2 separate regions of the Mus musculus genome follow, and region 1 is linked to region 2. Evidence: chromatin contacts called from public HiChIP or PLAC-seq data. All regions are on one chromosome and are shown on one strand. Each heading gives the region's core, a stretch centred on a gene start, on an enhancer-like site or on the middle of the called end of the contact. The rest is flanking DNA. Distances are from core to core; before and after follow the strand shown.

What was found. HiChIP or PLAC-seq counts read pairs in DNA pulled down with a chosen protein or histone mark.
Region 1: an H3K27ac HiChIP or PLAC-seq map of embryonic stem cells shows a contact between it and region 2, with 2.6 times the contacts expected there. The contact joins the enhancer-like site here to the promoter of Ago1 in region 2. A contact is called at or near these places in 2 of 39 promoter capture datasets (pre-B cells and stem cell-derived epiblast-like cells), 3 of 484 Hi-C or Micro-C datasets (embryonic stem cells, erythroblasts and palatal mesenchyme), 2 of 115 datasets of contacts at active chromatin or transcription factors (embryonic stem cells and epiblast stem cells) and 3 of 9 other capture datasets (adipose tissue, liver and pancreatic islet).

Annotation. Positions count from the first base shown.
Region 1 is chr4:126,232,092-126,236,778 of GRCm38.p6, reverse strand. It overlaps Map7d1 (MAP7 domain containing 1), which reads left to right. Exons shown (of 18, transcript NM_001347198.1): 9 at 7-146; 10 at 1,684-2,012; 11 at 2,261-2,456; 12 at 2,543-2,681; 13 at 2,782-2,886; 14 at 3,133-3,186; 15 at 3,372-3,414; 16 at 3,513-3,603; 17 at 3,718-3,911; 18 at 4,013-4,612. The coding sequence ends at 4,023. Among named protein-coding and RNA genes, the nearest start is that of Map7d1, 22 kb to the left of the region's middle. Within about 2 kb of position 2,663, at least 30 of the 459 cell types and tissues checked have an H3K27ac peak or open chromatin away from gene starts, as enhancers often do. A contact at or near this core is called in embryonic stem cells, where this site is marked.
Region 2 is chr4:126,465,948-126,470,238 of GRCm38.p6, reverse strand. It overlaps Ago1 (argonaute RISC catalytic subunit 1), which reads left to right and starts at 1,656. Exons shown (of 19, transcript NM_153403.3): 1 at 1,656-1,842. The coding sequence starts at 1,818.

The sequences.
Region 1 (4,687 bases), core at 1,414-3,913, 230 kb after region 2:
CTCCAGGTGCAGAAAAAGGAGAAGAAGGACAAGGAGCGGGAAAACGAGAAGGAAAAGAGCGCCCTGGCCCGCGAACGGAACCTCAAGAAGCGCCAGTCGCTGCCAGCGTCTATCAGACCTCGGCTCTCCACCGGCTCTGAGCTCAGGTGGGCGGGGCGCTGAGCTCAAGTGGGCGGGGCTCACCTCACCTGGACTTTCACTCTTGTCAATCATTCCCAAGTACTTTTTAATAAGAGCAGATTTTTCCGTGTTCTTGTCTCTCCATTTCTCTTTTTCTTGATTTTTTTTCCCTTTGAAACAGTCTCCAACTCCTGAGCCCTCACCATATTCTTACCTACATGAGTTTAGGACTAGAAATAGATTCCCGGGCCTCCCACACGCTAGGCAATCACCCCCATCACTGAGCTATATACCCAGTCCTTTCAGTATTTTGTCTTTGGTTTTTCAAGACAGGATTTCTCTGTGTACCCGTGGCTGCCCTTGAACTCTAGCTGTGGACCAGGCTAGCCTGGAACTCACAGTGATCTGACTGCCTCTGCCTCCCAAGTGCTAGGATTAGAGTCCTGTGCCACCCTGGCTCCGCCCCTTTTCACTAAGTTGCCCAGCCCTGAACCTGTGGTCCTCATAGTTGCTGGGGTTACAGCAGACCTGTGCCACCGCACTTTCTCAGTGTGTGTGCATGCATAGGTCAGAGGAATCAGCTCTCACTCTACCATGGAGGTTCAGGGATTGAACTCAGGTTGCCAGGCTCGGTGGCAAGCGCCTTTGCTTGCTGAGCCATCTCGCTGGCCCTTTTTTGTTGAGTAGAAGTATCTTAACATCCTAGACTGGCCTGTAATTAGCTCGATAGCCAGTGATGAGCTCGGTTTACGATCCTTCTGTCTCTTCCTCCCCCCAAGTCCTGGCATTAGGGGACTGTGTGCCGGCTCAGGCAGCATGCTACCAACTGAGAAACATGTCTACACAAACATTTCAACAGAGCCTCTTGTTTTGTTGTTTGTTTTGCTTTTAGGAGGCAGGATCTCCTTTGTAGCCCTGGATGCCCTTGAACTAATTGTGTAGCCTGGGCTAGCCACAAACCCTAGCTTTCACTTTTTCTTTTTTCTTCTCTCCCTCTTCCTCCACCCCTCCCACCCCCCACCCCCACCCCCACTTTCCCTAAAACTCAAGAATCTAAGTAAGCAGCTGACCGGGTGCTCTAGGTGCTGAAAATACTCTGGTAGGCTAAACCATGCCTAGTGTTTGCTCTACCAAGTGTACATGCTGTGTGTGGGGAAGGCAGGTGTTAATCAAAATCTCTCAGGAGTGAACTTGTAATTGCAAGCCGAGATAGACGCACCAAGAGGAAGTGGTAACACTGAGTGATGAGGTGGGATACAACCCAGCCTGCATGTGGAAGGCAGCATGCGGAGGCTGAGGCCGGTGAGAGGGCGCAATAAGCAAACCTTTGCTGTGCACGCCTTGTACCCTGAGTTAAATCCCTGGAATCCATGGAAAGATGGAAAGAAAGAAGCACTTCCACGAAGTTGCTTTCACACGCATGCTCACACATGCACACTACACTCTCCACACGATATATATATTTTTTTAAGGGAACACTTCCCCAAAGAAGTGGCATGTTGGGGGAGGGGCGTGCCTGCCCAGGTGCTCTGCCTTGCTTCTAACCCTTTTCTTCTCTCTTAGCCCTAAGTCCAAGGCCCGGCCATCCTCTCCCTCTACAACCTGGCACAGACCTGCCTCCCCCTGCCCCAGCCCAGGACCAGGACATGCCCTTCCTCCAAAACCACCATCCCCCCGAGGCACCACTGCATCACCCAAGGGGCGGGTTCGGAGGAAGGAGGAGGCAAAAGAGAGCCCCAGCCCGTCGGGGCCTGAGGACAAAAACCACCGCAAGAGTAGAGCCGCTGAGGAGAAGGAGCCAGCTGCCCCAGCCTCACCAGCGCCCTCACCGGTGCCCTCGCCCACCCCAGCCCAGCCTCAGAAGGAGCAATCCTCAACACAGATCCCTGCAGGTACACAGGAAGTGAGGGTGGGCAGGGCAGAGATGTGCCAGCTTTTCCTATGTCCGGGAAGTGGGCCAACAGACACTGGTCACAAGGGACAGGAAGAGGGACCTCCTCCCAGGTCTCCGACACCCGTAATGGCAACAATTGAATTGAATGCGTGCATAGCTGAAGTCCTGAAAGCATGGGGGCGCACAGGGCTGATGGAGGGGCCTGTACTGGTGTGTACTAACTCCTGGTCTTGGATCTTCCTCTAGAAACTGCTGTCCCGGCTGTCCCAGCTGCTCCGACTGCCCCTCCTACCGCTGCTCCCTCGGTGACCCCTAGCAAACCCATGGCGGGCACCACAGACCGAGAGGAAGCCACGCGGCTCCTGGCTGAAAAGCGGCGCCAGGCTCGGGAACAGAGGGAACGCGAAGAACAGGAGCGGAAGCTGCAGGCTGAAAGGGACAAGTGAGTGTGACCTCGGGGACTGTGAGGGTCCCTAGAGTGCCTGAAGAAGAGGCGCAGACCAAACTTGAGTTTCCTGGGTCCTCCAGGCGAATGCGAGAGGAGCAGCTGGCCCGGGAGGCTGAAGCCCGGGCTGAACGTGAGGCCGAGGCGCGGAGACGGGAGGAGCAGGAGGCTCGAGAGAAGGCGCAGGCTGAGCAGGAGGAGCAGGAGCGACTGCAGAAGCAGGTGCCCAGGCGGGCGGGCAGATCTTGGCTGGCAATCGGTGGGCTTGCCTGGGAGGGAAGGCTGAAACAGAGAATCCGAAACTTATGGAGGCCTTTGGCAGAAAGAGGAAGCCGAAGCCCGGTCCCGGGAAGAAGCTGAGCGCCAGCGCCAGGAGCGGGAAAAGCACTTTCAGAAGGAGGAACAGGAGAGACAAGAGCGAAGAAAGGTGTCCAGGGCAGATGGGACCTGGGGGCGGGGCCTTGCCGGGGCGGGGCCTGGCTCCAGCTCCAGTTCTTGGAAATTAATTGTACCTGTGAACCAGTGGGGCCCAGGCTTGGATTTGTAGAAGATCGGATAAGGAAGGACGGGTGTGGGTTGGGAGGGAACTGAGCTCTAGAATAGGGCCAGCAGGTGGGAAGTTGAGGACTAGGTCTGGGTTTGAGCCTAACTGATGTGGGGCCTCCTCCAACAGCGGCTGGAGGAGATAATGAAGAGGACTCGGAAATCAGAAGCCGCCGAAACCAAGGTCAGGATTCTCAGGTTGGGGAGCGGGAGTTGGGGTGAGGAAAGGAGGCTGCAGAGAAGCCTCCAGAGCCGAGGAAGGATACAGTGAGGGAGGCTCTTCTGTGTCTGGGCCAAAAGGGAATTCAGTTCCGAGGTCAACGGGACCACATAGCCCTGGCACCTGATAGCTCTTCCTTTTCAAACCAGAAGCAGGATGCAAAGGAGACCGCAGCTAACAATTCCGGCCCAGGTAAAGCCACCACGCATTTTCTTTGCCCTGGTCACCCCTGTGCTCCAGTTCCACCCTTCAACATCCCCTAACTGATGGCCATTTCTTTGCCGCCATAGACCCTGTGAAAGCTGTAGAGACTCGGCCCTCTGGGCTACAGAAGGATTCTATGCAGAAAGAGGAGCTGGCCCCCCAGGAGCCACAGTGGAGGTACCAGCTCCCAATCCCAGGGACTCCCAGGCCAGCAGCTGCAGGCTAGAGCTGTGGACTCCTCTGGGCTTCCCAGGGAGGTGAGGTGTTAACCCTGAACCCCTACATCCACAGCCTGCCAAGCAAGGAGATGCCAGGGTCCCTGGTAAATGGCCTGCAGCCTCTCCCAGCGCACCAGGAGAACGGCTTCTCCCCAAAGGGAACCGCTGGGGACAAGAGTCTGGGTCGCACAGCAGAGGGGCTCCTCCCATTTGCAGAGGCAGAAGCCTTCCTCAAGAAAGCAGTGGTGCAGCCTCCACAGGTCACAGGTGGGGACTCTAGGGACCCTGGTTCTGGCACCCAGCTGCATCCCACCCATCCCTGCCTGGGGCTCCCCGGGCCTAACCTTTATCCCTCTCCCTTCCCTTAGAAGTTCTTTAAGCAAATTGCCTTGGACCGAGGTGCAGCTGTGAAGGTTCCTCCATATCAGCTCGTGGGTGTCTGGAAGAGAAAGAGACAGAACAAAGATGGAAGTGGCCTGGTGGACCCCTGGGGGCAGAGTTCCTCTTTGTTTTTAATCCGCACCTTACAGACTGGTGATGTCTTTGGCTGAAAGCAGGACTGCCCCTCAGTACATCCGTGTGCTTACACGCTCGGACACCCATCTTCCCCATACACAACACACACACACACTCATAGCCTCTCTGGTCTTCCCCCTGGGGAAGGACCACTTGTAGTATTTGCCTTGGTTTGCTGGGGTACAGTGGATGTGAATACTGTAAATAGCTTGTGCTATGTGGAAGAGGCGGGTAGGGTACAGGAGGCAGAACCCCCCTCCCAAGTCTCCCTGGGCAGATCTTCCTCTATTTAACTGTAACCGAGGGGGAACCCAGGTCTGGGAATGGAGGGGCACCTCGGGCCACACAATACTGGTTGCTTCAGGGGTGATGCCCCCTGTCCTCGCCTGGAATCAGTGTTATTACATCTGATCAAACTTCTCCGGAAATAAAGGGAGAAAAATTCTGCCAAACCTACGTGTCCTTGGATCTGGGGGAGGGGGAGGGGGAAGAGAGGTACAAGTAGGTGACCTGAGCTCTGAGACCTT
Region 2 (4,291 bases), core at 407-2,906:
AAAGGAAGCTAGGCATACTAAAATGAATGTCTTTAAGTTCATCTCACTAGTAAGGTGTGAACATCATCCATCTCCTAAACTCCTTCTCCTTTGTATAGCATCTGATGTAAGGTGAACATTGAAAATACATAGAAGCTGGGAGTGGTGGTGGCCAGCTTTCATTCCAGCACCTGGGAGGCAGAAGAAACTGAATACTGTGATTTGAAGGCTAACCTGATCTATATAACAAGTCTCAGGCCAGCCAAGAGCACATAGTGAGACCCTGTCTCAAAAAAATGTGTGTGTGTGTGTGTGTGTGCGTGCGTTTGTGTGTGTGTGTGTGTGTGTGTGTGTGTGTAAGTTACGTTTGAGCTGGGTCTCTCTGTAATTACCCCATCAGTGCAGCAGACCAAATGAGAAGGTTATGTGAGACGATCAAGGAATTAGCTGTGGTGCTTCTGGCAAGGTAAGAAAAGGGTACCCACACTAGAGACTATGAGAATGACAGGGAATGCTTTGAGAGCACTTCATAAGGTAAGCATGTCAAGACACAGTTGAATATAGCAAATAGACAAGGGAGACAGGAGCTGATATTTTTGGCATGGAGATGCAGTTCACTGAGACAGGACAAATATATGTATTTTGTAGGGGAAAAAGAAAGGGTTAGGTTTGGACTTAAGTTTGAATTGTTAGATCCAGCTGGAGCTGTCCAGCAGACAGTAGGAAATATGAAGCTGCAACATGGTAACGTATAGATATTTGGGCATTAAAAGTGGATGAAGCTGTGAAGAGGCAAGGGGAGAGTAGAATATAAAATTCAGGTCACTACAGTGAACAAAACAAGAGGAGCCACTGAAGAAAGCTCTTCAGGACAGACATTAGGAGACTTAAGAAAATGTGAAAGCCAAGGAAAGTCTTTTTTTTTTTTAATTTTTAAGAAGAGATATAGTTTCAGATGCTGCAGGGAAATAATAGGAAATTAGCCTTTGGGGTTTGACACAAAACGTCATTAAGAGATTTGGTAGGAGCAAACGTTCTGCAGACGAAAAAGTGGAGGCAGGTGCTTCCTGCAGATAGAGAGCTCTGTCAGTGTCAAAACTGTTACACCGGCCAGAATAGGCAAGGTTTCTAACACATTTGTGGTCTCAGCGCCAGGCACGCAGCCTGGAAGGGTGGGTGGCATTAATGAGATCAGCGACTAGGGACACAGAAAGACTGACTTAGCAGAGGCAGTCAAGACTTAAGGGTGAGGGTGATTGGGAGAGGTGGGAGGCAGGGCCTTTGAGTGATTGGGTGTTGGAGGGGGAGAGGGTCGGGGAATGGGTGGGAGCCAGGCTCTGTGTTGATAGCGGGGCTGTGGATAGGTTTCCAGAGATCTGTTTAGGGAAAAGACAGGGCCCCAGGCTGCAGCCGGGGAAGGGGTGTCGCCCAGCCCCTCCCCTCTTACGCCACTGCGCGGCTCCGCCACTGGAGCCCTCCCGCCAGGCTGCACGGCTACGAGTGGCCGCCAGAGGCCGCTGCACGGTCCCCGCGCCCCCGCCCCTCTCCATTGGCCTTTGTTGCCGTCGAGCGCCCCGCTTGACTCGTTCCCGTCCGCCCCATGGGCCCATCGGTCGCGCCTGCGCACTGGCAGCTACTCGGGCGCTAGCAGGGGGAGCTGCTGCAGGCTCCGCGGCGGCGGCAACGGAGGCTGCGGGGGCGACAGCGCGAGCGGCCGGGCTTCGGGGGGGAGCCGAGCCCGGCCCGGGAGCCCGAGCAGTGCAAGTGCGAGGTACCTAGGCCCCTCACGCTGGACTCCTCAGTCTCCCGGCCGCCTGTCCTCCGCACGGGTATATGGGATGGAAGCGGGACCCTCGGGAGCAGGTAAGGGCCCTCGGGGACTGGGAGCAGTGTGTATTCCAAAGCCCTATAGGCTCTCGCGGCATAGAGCATGGTTGCAGAGTGAGGAGAGGGGCTCTCAGGGGATGGGGGGCCCATTTTGAAGGGGGTTGTATGCAGTTCCGGCTGAGAACCATGTGAAGATCTGAGACCCGGGCTGTTTGTCCTAGGAAGCAGTATACTGTCCCGAGGGTGAGAAGTAACCTGGGAGAAGGGCCTGAATGCACGGTGTCCTTCCGTGAGGTCTGGGGAGGCCTATGGGGAGGCCCGGCAGGTGGCAGGGGGGCGGGCTCCAGGTGTCCTGGAGAGGAGGGGGGCGACACAGATGGGCCTGGAACTACCGCCTGTCGGGGGGCGGGGGCTCGGCCGTGCTGGGCTGGGCTAAGCTAATGTCTCTGGGGAGTAGGCGCCGGGGCTGGCCTCTGAGCTCCGCCCAGCTGGGCCTGAAGCGGGGGTGAGGGTCAGGGGGCGGTGGGTGGGGATTTAGACCAGGGATTTCCCCCCTTAGATTGGGGACTTGAGTGGTGGCGCGGGAGCATGCGCGGAGGTACCAGCCTGAAGGGCTGCCCTATGTGGTGGGGGCGTGGCTGTTGGAGTATCCCTCCTGTGCCCCTGGGTTTAGGAGGAGTGTGCAGTCTCGCAGATTCTGTTTGCGTAGTACAAATGGGAATTGCCTTCTGTCTTGGGGGAAGGGTGGGGGGCGGTCTCTGACACTTGGTCCTTAAACCCCGGAGTAGCAGTTTGTCAAAGAAAGGGTCGAGGTCAACTGCCAGAGTGCATTTTCTGCTGCATGAGGATGGACGGGGACCAAAGCCTTGCTTTATGAGCTACTTCTCTCAGAAGATAGGCCTTAGGAAAGTGTTGGTCACTGAGAAACTAGGCCCACATGTTTTTCAAGTTTCTAGACCACTCCTGAGAAGAGATGGGAGCTTTTAATCTGAAGATAGTGCCCTCCTTTTCCATGAATTGACTCTATATCACAATATAATCTCTCTATATACCTGTGCCTCCTGTTTCCTAGTGGATCTTTTCCCACGTCAGGAGCATGTCATTAGACTCAAAGCTGCCAAGCTTGTCTGCCTGATAGAAACAAGTTGTTAGGCAGACACACTGGTGGCGCACGCCTTTAATCCCAGCGCTGGGGAGGCAGAGGCAGGCAGATGAATGAATTCAAGGTCAGCCTTGTCTACAGAGCGAGTCCCAGGACAGTGTCTCCAAAAAACAAACAAACAAACAAACAAAAACAACAACAACAAAAAGAAAACCAAAGAGGGGAGAGAAGAGGGAGAGAGAGAAGAAAAAAGAAGCAAGATGTTGGGGGTGGGGCAGCATTGACCTGATAATAGCTCTAACTTACTTTTCCTATTTAGAGGATACACACACACACACACACAAGGAGGAACTGATCTGTAATGTGTACTGATTGTATTTTCCCAAACACAGATAGCCTTGTTAGGTAGAGTGTAAATCCTTATTTTCTAGGTTGGAAACTACTACCAACAAACCCGGGGACTATAGAGTAGGACCCACGTCCAGACAGACTGACGAAAGCTTATGTCCTGAATTGCTAATGGTTTTATCCTGACGAGTGTCTGATGGGTTCTGGGGTGATGAAGAAAGGGGGCTTGTTTGTTACAGGACAGAAGGAAGCTGCCAGGTGAAGGGCTGGAGAACTGGAGTCAGCTGGATCATTGGGAAAATGCTAGTGGCGTCATCAAAAGACGGAATTAAAATTCAGGCTGGGAACTCTGATGGAGGGACCCCATAGCTGTTTCCTTCTGGGGCTGGACTGCTGTTCTTTTGGAAGGTGCTGGAGTATTCTGAGAAGACTCAAAACACTGTTGCTCACGTCCAGATGTGCCTTCAGTGAACTGGTGTGTTCGGGCATGGCCTGGCCTGAGAGTGCCTTGAGGGTAGAGGTGCTGTCCGACTTATCTGTGTGACAGTGCAGCAGTTGCTTGGCGTCTGGAGGGCCTGACACAGAGAGCATGTTTATTAATTGACTCAGATCATTCAAGTGTGAGCATATGGTTAAACTCATGTGCCTATTCTGTAATTTGTGTCTATGCATGTGGGTGGTTAATGTTTGTGGACAGATATTTTTCGAGAGATCGGCCTCAGTCCTTGCTTGCCCACCACCTGATTGACCGAGGGTACACGCCCTCTGAGTAGTCGGCTGGCTTCTTTAGAAGATGTGTGAGCCCCTGAGTCGCTGGGGAGGAATCCTGAGCCTGGGCCTTGAGCTCGGTTACTTTTCCTTCTCAGTGCTTGTAGGGGATGGGGGAGGGGGAGTGTCATTTTCAGGGCCCCTCCCTTCTTGCTTTTGTCTGCAGGGAAGGGCCCCGCCCCTTTCCCCCTAGGCTGGAGCTTTGTCCTCTGTGCTGGGGCCCTCATCTGCATCACAAAGTGGCCGTCTGTCCCTGTCTGGGTCTGA